Linked DNA regions of Mus musculus: region 2 is linked to region 1. A link is a contact called in public HiChIP or PLAC-seq data. All regions are on one chromosome and are shown on one strand. Each heading gives the region's core, a stretch centred on a gene start, on an enhancer-like site or on the middle of the called end of the contact. The rest is flanking DNA. Distances are from core to core; before and after follow the strand shown. Region 1 has its middle 16 kb from the start of Gm34322. Region 2 has its middle 8.5 kb from the start of Gm34770.

What was found. HiChIP or PLAC-seq counts read pairs in DNA pulled down with a chosen protein or histone mark.
Region 2: an H3K27ac HiChIP or PLAC-seq map of regulatory T cells shows a contact between it and region 1, with 5 times the contacts expected there. The contact joins two enhancer-like sites. A contact is called at or near these places in 7 of 484 Hi-C or Micro-C datasets (B cells, bone marrow-derived macrophages, cerebral cortex and 4 more), 14 of 115 datasets of contacts at active chromatin or transcription factors (the 230-238 cell line, CD8 T cells, T-cell acute lymphoblastic leukemia and 6 more) and 1 of 9 other capture datasets (embryonic stem cells).

Annotation. Positions count from the first base shown.
Region 1 is chr9:61,424,206-61,428,560 of GRCm38.p6, reverse strand. No RefSeq gene overlaps it. Among named protein-coding and RNA genes, the nearest start is that of Gm34322, 16 kb to the left of the region's middle. Within about 2 kb of position 1,385, at least 39 of the 459 cell types and tissues checked have an H3K27ac peak or open chromatin away from gene starts, as enhancers often do. A contact at or near this core is called in CD8 T cells, memory CD8 T cells and regulatory T cells, where this site is marked.
Region 2 is chr9:61,667,718-61,672,129 of GRCm38.p6, reverse strand. No RefSeq gene overlaps it. Among named protein-coding and RNA genes, the nearest start is that of Gm34770, 8.5 kb to the right of the region's middle. Within about 2 kb of position 2,064, at least 118 of the 459 cell types and tissues checked have an H3K27ac peak or open chromatin away from gene starts, as enhancers often do. A contact at or near this core is called in CD8 T cells, memory CD8 T cells and regulatory T cells, where this site is marked.

The DNA.
Region 1 (4,355 bases), core at 136-2,635:
TTTTGAACTAAAATTGCAGAGATAAACCTTGATGATCCAGCTAGGAGAAACAATGCCTTTTGGGCATTAGCCAATCCCAATGGCTCAGTCTCTGATGAAGATGGGAGACTGATTGGTCCCACACAATTGCTGTGATTTGTTTTGTTCTTGGGACCTCTCCTAATCTCAGCTTGGGGAGTCTTTCTACCACTACTCATGAAGCCAAGAAGTAAGTATGTGGACTCACAGGAAGAGCCCTCCATCTTTTCCTACAGTGCACACTGGGCCTCTGGATTTTTGGAGGTTTTTGTTGCTGTTGTTGTTGGTGGTGGTGGTGGTTTGATTTGGTTTGGTTTGGTTTTTCTTTTGTTTGTTTAAACTCTGAGATTCTGGAATCAAGCCATTTGTTTTTGACAAGGAAATTTGAAATTATGCAGGAACAGCTGTACCAAATGTCGGGCAGAGATACAAGGTAACTCAAGGAGCCAGGATGTTGGGAAATCTCTCTTGGGCTTTGTTTAACATGGAGTCCTAAGTCTGTACTGTGAGGAAGGCCCCGGGAGAGTGCTGGTCCAGCCAAGGAAAAGATGGTGAGTTATGTGAGCACAGCCTGAGTTAGCACTGGATGCAAAAGCCTCGAATGGTTCATTATGGGGTTCTCTCTCTCTCTCTCTCTCTCTCTCTCTCTCTCATTGTTTTACAGTAGGAATTATTTTGTCTGACACTAGGAACATGAGCTAAAACGTATGACGCAAAACCCAAAAGGCACTGTAGATGATTCCACTATTACTTCTTGATTTCTGCGGTGAGAAGCTGGACTTAACTACATTATGGTATACCAGACCAGCACTTCTGGCATAGGACTCCATCTACATTCACTATCTAATGAATTTACATAATAAGTGAGGGCCCAACATACAGAAAGAGATATACCCCGGGTGCTCCCAAAGCACTCCCCAAACCCTGCCTGAATCTAAGCAAGCCCTAGAATCTAACTGCAGATTAGCAATCAGAAAAAATTCAAACTGTATTGAAACTCTAAAGATAAATAGTTGGGTAAGAGAGGGAGAAAGAGATCTTAAAAGATATAGACTATATTTGGGTTATAAATCACAGAAAGAAATACTGGAAATTATGAAGCCTGAGTGAGAACAATAAATGCATTTTACTGCTGTACTTATCACTGTTCTCATCTCTGTGACAAGCGCCTGACAGAAGCTGGAGGACATTGTTCTGGTACAAAGTTTCAGGCCATCATGGTGGTGGTGGTGGGCGTGGCAGCGGGCTGGAGTGACTTGTGGCCAGGAAGTGGGAAAGTTGGGCAGCTAGTCTTCACATCTTGATAATAGGTCAGGAAGGAGGGTGCTCTGACAGGAACCGGAGGTGAGGTCACATATCAAACGGGGTATCAAAGCCTGCCCCCATTGACCCACTTCTGCTAGAAATACCACAAGTCTCTAAGCTTGCACACACCCCCAAAGCAGCCATGCTAGCTGGGCACCATGTGTTCAAGCACATGAGCCCGGGGAAAGCATGTCACAGCCAAACAGAACAGTGGTACTTGCGCTAAACGGTGGTAGTCAGGGTATATTTTACAACTAGATCCTACCTTTTGGACTTGGTAAAAATTCTTACTCTTTCAGTGATGAACTGTCTGCGGCTTCCCAGATAAGCATCCAGTGGAAGCGATACATCGTGAGTGGATGAGCTGGGGTGCTCAGGTGTGATTTCCTGAGGGCAAGTGACAGCTTCATGGAGTCATTACACTGTCCCCCTCAACTGTCTATGCTTGTAGTTCACAATCAAAAAGCTAAACAAACCTCACCCACATCGTTTCTGCATGAGACAGCTGCTCTCGCCTGCTAACAGAATCATTAGCACAAGACAGCCAGGAATGGCTCGCGTAGGCTCCCAGAATGTGTTGGTGGATGGTAAGGTGCTGGGCTGGGGACTAGAGAGATCAAGTGTTTCCCAGGTGACACAGTGAGCTACAGGAGCTGGGTTCTTTACTCCTGGGAATGCCATGCCACCAGAGACCCTGTCAGTCATCAGAAACCATTGTGGCGGCAACTCCTCACGAAGTTTGATCTTCCCAGATCTCCTATTTCCTTAAATCTTTAACTGTAGAGTATATAAGTATAAGGGGAAAAACATACCAGATCAACTACACAAATTTCTAAACTACATTCTAATGTTTTCTTAAGGTTCTCTCTCTCTCTCTCTCTCTCTCTCTCTCTCTCTCTCTCTCTCTCTCTTCCCACCCCCCCCCCCCCCCCACTGTTAGGGATCAAACTCAAACTCAGGGCCACATAAGTGGGATTCTCTACCACTGAGCCACAATCCCACACTTACATTTTGAGGTATGATAGGTGAATGTGGACGCCTCCTGCTCTTGTTTCTCTTCTTTCCCTCTCCTGGTGTGCTGGAGCGTTCTCTCAGCTCAGGTCATTATATGTCCATGTCTACATCATCTGTACCTATCTATAATCTATTGTTCATCTTCTCCCTTATCATTTATTATCTATCATTTATCTATTACCTATCTAAATGTCTATGCTCAAATAGTTTTTTGTGTAGATTTGTGTCTTACATAAACAGAACGATATCTCTGAGACTCGCTCTCTTCTCTTCTCTTCTCTTCTCTTCTCTTCTCTTCTCTTCTTTTCTCTCTCTCTCTCTCTCTCTCTCTCTCTCTCTCTCTCTTTCTTTCTTTTTTTTTCGAGACAGAATTTCTCTGTATACCCCTGGCTGTCCTGGAACTCACTCTGTAGACCAGGCTGGCCTCAAACTCAGAAATCCACATGCTTCTCCCTCCCAAGTACTAGGATTAAAGGCGTGTATCACCACTGTCCGGCGAGACTCACTCTTTTCAAACAGCATTGTGTTTTGAAACTTACCCTAGTGATACATAAAGTTCTGGCTCATATATTTTAATACCTGTAAATGATCTTATCATATAAGAACTAGCATACGTTTAAAAGAATTCTTTCCTCATTAAGATCAGGGTGTTTTGCTCAAATGAGGAAGCAACTCAGGTCCACCCACATTTCTTTGTAGACTTGAGGAAAAGTTTCTGTAGGGTTCATTCTTGGGCATGGAGTTGTCAGGTCTTAGAGAGGTGAGGCGTCTCCCACTTGCAGGTCGCCACTCTGTTCTGCAGAGCGGCTGAACCTGTGCACACTCTCCCAGAGTATTTGACAAGACGAATCTATCCCCATCCTCCTGTCAAACCCACACGCCTGCCAATCCACTGGGAGGAGATTGTTCCCGCTGTGATTAGTTGTTTGCATTTCCCTCAGAACTAGCAAGATGAAGGCTTTCTGAGCCTTTACCAGCCTATCTGGCTCCCTTTCCCTTGGGTCCCTGCCACTGTCTTCTACCTACTCCTCTAGCTTTTCGAATTCACGTGCTGATTCGGAAGAATCTGAATTTGTCATACAATCCAGGTGCCCTTGTTTTGCTGATGGTAAGTATTGCATTCCTTTATTTTATTACTGTTTTCTTATTTCTTGTTGGGCATTTTTTGTTGTAAAGACAATTTGAATTTTAACATCAAATTTATCTATCTATCTATCTATCTATCTATCTATCTATCTATCTATCATCTATCTATCTATCTATCATCTATCTATCTATCTATCTATCTATCTATCTATCTATCTATCATCTATCTAGCTATCTATCATCTATCTATCTATCTATCTATCTATCTATCTATCTATCTATCAATCATCTATCTATCTATCTATCTATCATCTATCTATCTATCATCTATCTATCATCTATCTATCTATCTATCTATCTATCTATCCATCTATCTATCTATCATCCTATCATCTATCTAATCTATTTCTCATGATAGCTTTGTTTCCTAGGCTCTGTTCAATGGCTCTTTCTCTCCTCAGGGTCATGGGGTGATTACAAGACCACAGAGTCATGCAGGGGGTCTTGGCTGCCAGCCATGGAAAGTGACCGGACCCTGCCAGCTTGGCCTTCATGAGTGGCTTAATCTACTGATGAACTCAACTTCTGAGTAGACTATGGAGAGGTGGAGCAACTGTGGGAGCTGGCTCCTAATGGAGGAAGTAGGTCTCTGGGATCGTATCCTCCCCCTTCTTGTTACTACAGCATGGGCTTCCTGTTTCATCATGAGGTGAGTAGCCTCTGCCACAGGTTCCTGCTGCCTACGTGTTTTGTTCCTCCACAGGCCAGGGTCAACAGATCCAAGGACTTTGAACCAACTCTTCTGAAAATGTGAGCAAAGAGAAATCTTCCTCTGGAAGTTGTTAGGGGTTTTTGTTGTTGTTGTTGTTGTTGGTGGTGGTGGTGGTGGTGGTGGTGGTGGTGGTGGAGGTGGTGGAGGTGGTGGCTTTTGT
Region 2 (4,412 bases), core at 815-3,314, 240 kb before region 1:
CTTGATCACACATCTGGGGCATTTAACATACAAGCACTAAGTTCCAGAAAGAAAAGAGTAGAGAAGGAACTGAGGGAGGGTTGCAATAGTCATGGAAACAGCGTGACAAGAAAGTTCCCAGAACTGAAATCTGTTCTAATCAGTCTCAGTTTGTCACACACCCTACCCAACAAAGGACAGAAGGCCCACAGCAAGGCCAATTATTGTGAAATTTCAAAGATAAAGATACTGAGAGCTTCCAGAAAGAGAGCTTCCAGAGCTGAGAGAGAGAGAGAGAGAGAATAATAGCATGAACAAAATCATTATAACAGGTCTAAGAAACAGGTCGTGTATAGCTCCTGTCCCAGAAGGCAGAATCTTAGAGGTTGAAGCAGGAAGATCAGGAGTTCAAGGTCATCTTTGGCTACAGAGAGAGTGTGAGACCAGCAAGGATGTTTGAGATTCTGTCTCAAGAACAAGGGAGTGGGGCACAGGGTGGCACTGAGTCCTCAACAGCAGCACTGCAAGATGGTTTTGACTGGATTTCTATACCCAGCCAAACTACTAATCAACAGTGGGCTTCTCTACAGCAACCCTGAAAACAGGGGGCAAATAAGTAAGGCCTATAAAATTCTGAAGAAAAAGAATGTGTTATTGAGTTTATACTCAGGAAAATAGCAATCTGGGGAGGTGTTAAAGATATCTTTAAAATTCACATCCTCCCAAATTCACCTTTCACTGTCTGCATCTCAAGGTATGCCTGGAAGGAGTGGAGAGCCGACCAAGGAAGAGGTATTTCACAAAGCAGCTGATCCAGTGGAGGGCAAACTGAAAGGACCTGGTGTCCCGTGGAGAGAGGTTGTGACCTCAGCCAAGACAGGAACGAGGAACTACGTCTTCATACCAGCACTGTTTGCCTCACTGTGGTTGGCTCTTTGGGCCCTCTGACAGCTGACCTGCTTTTGCTCCTACCTATCTGTCTTCCTCAGCTACAGTAACTACAGCTGCTGCTTCTCTGCCCTCTTCCTCTTCTTGCTCTTCCTCCTCCTCCTCTCTCCATAGGCACAAAGCAGGTTTCTGGAACTCTCCATGTCCCTCAGGAACTGAGGAAGACTATCATACTGTCACCAATGGAGTTGGTTTGAATACCCCAGCCAAGATGGCCCATCTTTTAAACAAGCTAATGGGGGCACCCATGTCACAGTGCCACTGTGAGGACAGAGTGAGATGATATTTGCTGAGCTTTTAGCTTAGCATCTGGTGAGCTGTCATGTGATCCCGGCATTTGTTAAATGAGCCATATTACACATTGAAGTGAAGGTGAACTTGGCAGTAAGTTAGCCATACATCACTTTACTTTCCAGCCTCAGCTGCCACAAGCACTGATGTGCTCCAAACAGTCACACACAGCTGGACCCTCGTGCATGTGCTTTCCCAGTGGCTCTTTGACCTTGGGATGGCAACAGGGTCTGGCCACATAAGTCCCTTCTGCACATTCTAACTGCCTCTTACTGCCACTAGGACCCTCTGTGCTGTCCTCTTCAGACAGACCCTGTCCTCCATCTCCAAAGACCTTTCCCAGTGAGCCCCTCACCAAAAGATCTTCCTTCTGCTTCACAGCCTTCCCCTGTTTTGGATTATACTCCCCAGACAGCCCATTCTTTCTTTATCAACGAACAAACAAATAAATCATGATGGTTGACAATTACTAATACAGTTTCCTGGATTGCCACATACACATTGGTTCTCTGTCACATTCTAGACATTTGTCCAACCTCTGCCCTTGGTGAATGCTCTCTGTTCAGGTTATTTGATCTTGGCTGACTGTCAACTCCACAAGGACAGGTGCCCCATGCCAACTTTGCTGCTCTCTGTTTTCCTGGTCCTTAACATGTATGGTGACTGGCTTCTATGTTTTAACATCTTTTTGTTGGGGATAAGCCTAAAGACTATTGTTGCCTTGCCCTAGAGAGAGAGAGAGAGAGATGATGGGATTGAGGGCACCGTCTCTTGAGAGCACACAAAGGTCTCCTCTAAGGGCTGGCAGGAAATGGAGGTGCTGACAAGCAGTTGACAGGTTAAAAGAAGAAAGGCAGACCCCACCCAGGCGGGCGGAAGGTGGTTGCGGTTTCTTTGGTAAGCGATCACCCCAGTCTCTTGCTTTTTTGCCTTCTGTTCCTCTGGCTATGTAACCAGGCCAATCTTCCAGATCAGCTGAGGCCCTTTGGGGGTGGGGATGGGGGTGGGAAGGGACATTCCTTCTCGTGGATAACGCTGTGACTCATCTGGGGAAACAGTTTCAGCCCAGTGGTTCACCCGGGCTAGTTTTTTGTCTCATTTCCCAAGAGCCAATCAGCCTCTTAATTTCTCTCTGAGGTTTGGAGTTTCCCCTCCAGCAACTCAGAGACTCGGCAGAGGTGCTTTGCATAAGTGTGGGAAGCCTTGGAGCTTGAAAAAGGAATAGCTTAGGGAACTGGGAGGCTTCTGGGGGTGCTCAGCAGATATCCACCCCCCCCCCAACCAGGGATGTGGGTTCCATTCTTGTGCAGGCCTAGTTATCTCTTCCTAGGCACTCTGTAAAAGAAATCAACAGAAGAAAAACCAAAGGAGACTCAGGATTCAGCTTTCCATCTCCATGAGCAAGTCAGCGAGAGGGATGCGAGTAGAGGCCCAGGTGACCTGAGGCAGTGACAAGCTGTAGGCTCTATCTGTTACGTGGAGCAGCCACAGGGCTTGACCTACAGCCTACATTTCACAGTTTTGAGGGTGGGGGAGTAGAGTGGTTTGGGACAGTATTTCACTATCTAGTCAAGGATGAACTTGAATTTCTGATCTTCCTACTTCCACCACTCCCACCCCCCAAATTCTGGGATTACAGTTTCATGGGCCATGTCTTCCTCCCCAGCTAAAAATGCTTTGTAAATAAATTGAAGGAGCGCACTCTCAGAGCACATTCTCCTGATTCTGGCATTTCTGTCCCATCAATGATGAGCTTTTTGATTTTTGATTTTTTTGTGATTGGTTGCCCGGCTTTTTACCCAGGATCTGAACTGAGGTTTCTGTGTGCTCAGCAAGTGCATTGACCCGAGGAGGCATCTCTTTAGATACCTGTGACTTCAAAGTCGCTTCCTTTGTCAAGCAGGGCCGTGCAGGAAGAACAAGAGAAAAATAACGAGTTGGTAAACATAAGGTTACTTTGGGTAAATTCTTACTGAGGAGAGAAGCTGTTATCAAGCCCATGGAAACGAGCGGTTGGGGAACATTGGTTCCTATCTTTCATGCTTGCTTAGAAGATCAGACAATCTCCTTTCAGTTTTGGTGACGTAAAACTTGAGTGTAAGTTACCCATGTGAATGAGTCTGCACTGTCAGGACCCAACACAGAAGTTTAGTTCAAAATAATGGCGTCCTCTAATTTAAGTCCAAGATCATCTCCAGGCACCCTAGGCTAATGACATTGTGATTAGTTTTGTCCAAGTGGCCCTAGCAAAGCTCATCAGATACAAGAGAATGAATGTGTCCTGGACCTCAAAAGCTTTCCCATGAGCCAAGCAGGGTGTCAGGCTGGCTCAGCCACAGAGAGCCCTGAAGAGCTCAATGTAGGGAAGGCTTCGTGGTCACAGGCTCTCTAAGAAGGAGTCCCACCTGGGTCACAATGACACAGCATCACCCAGACAAGAGCCTCCCTGGTTTCAAATGACCTCTGCAAGCCCATTTGACTCACAATCACCCTCTTTCTCATTCTCTGAAGTGTCATCCTTTGACCCCAACTGAAAAAAAAAAAAAAAACCAATCCCTTATTTCCCACTCATTAAGAACACAGGTCTGGGCAGAAGCTAACACTGTAGTACACATTAGCCAACTAGATGACAAAATCTATTTCTTTCCTCAGAAATTCTTTATCCCTTCTCCTAAACTCATGATTTAACCCCTTACCAAAGACTTACATTAACTAGCTGTAACTTCAGCTCCAGGGAATCCAATACCTTCTTCTCTCCACAGGCACCTACACACACACACACACACACACACACGTATAGATACACACATGTAGTAAAAAAAAAAAACTTAACACATAATAAGGTAATGCTTTTATTGCATGTGATGAGTTTTGTTAGGGCCACTTGGACAAAAATAACCATAAAAAGCACAATGTCTTTAGTCCTGGATGCCTGGGGCGATGATCTTGGACATAATTGAGAGGTCATTGTTTTGAGCTAAGCTTCTGGGTCGGGTGCTAACAGTGACAAATGGAATAACAATAAAAAGACTTCACCTAGCTTCCCATTCTTGTGGGTTTCTTGTAGAATTTTTCATGAAATTTGTGAGTGAAGATGCTGTACCTTAAATAAGACAAATTCCAACCCCCACTCTCTGCTTCCCTGACCTTGAACTGTACAGTTAGCTCTTTTAAAGAGCTTCGTGTTTCTCATT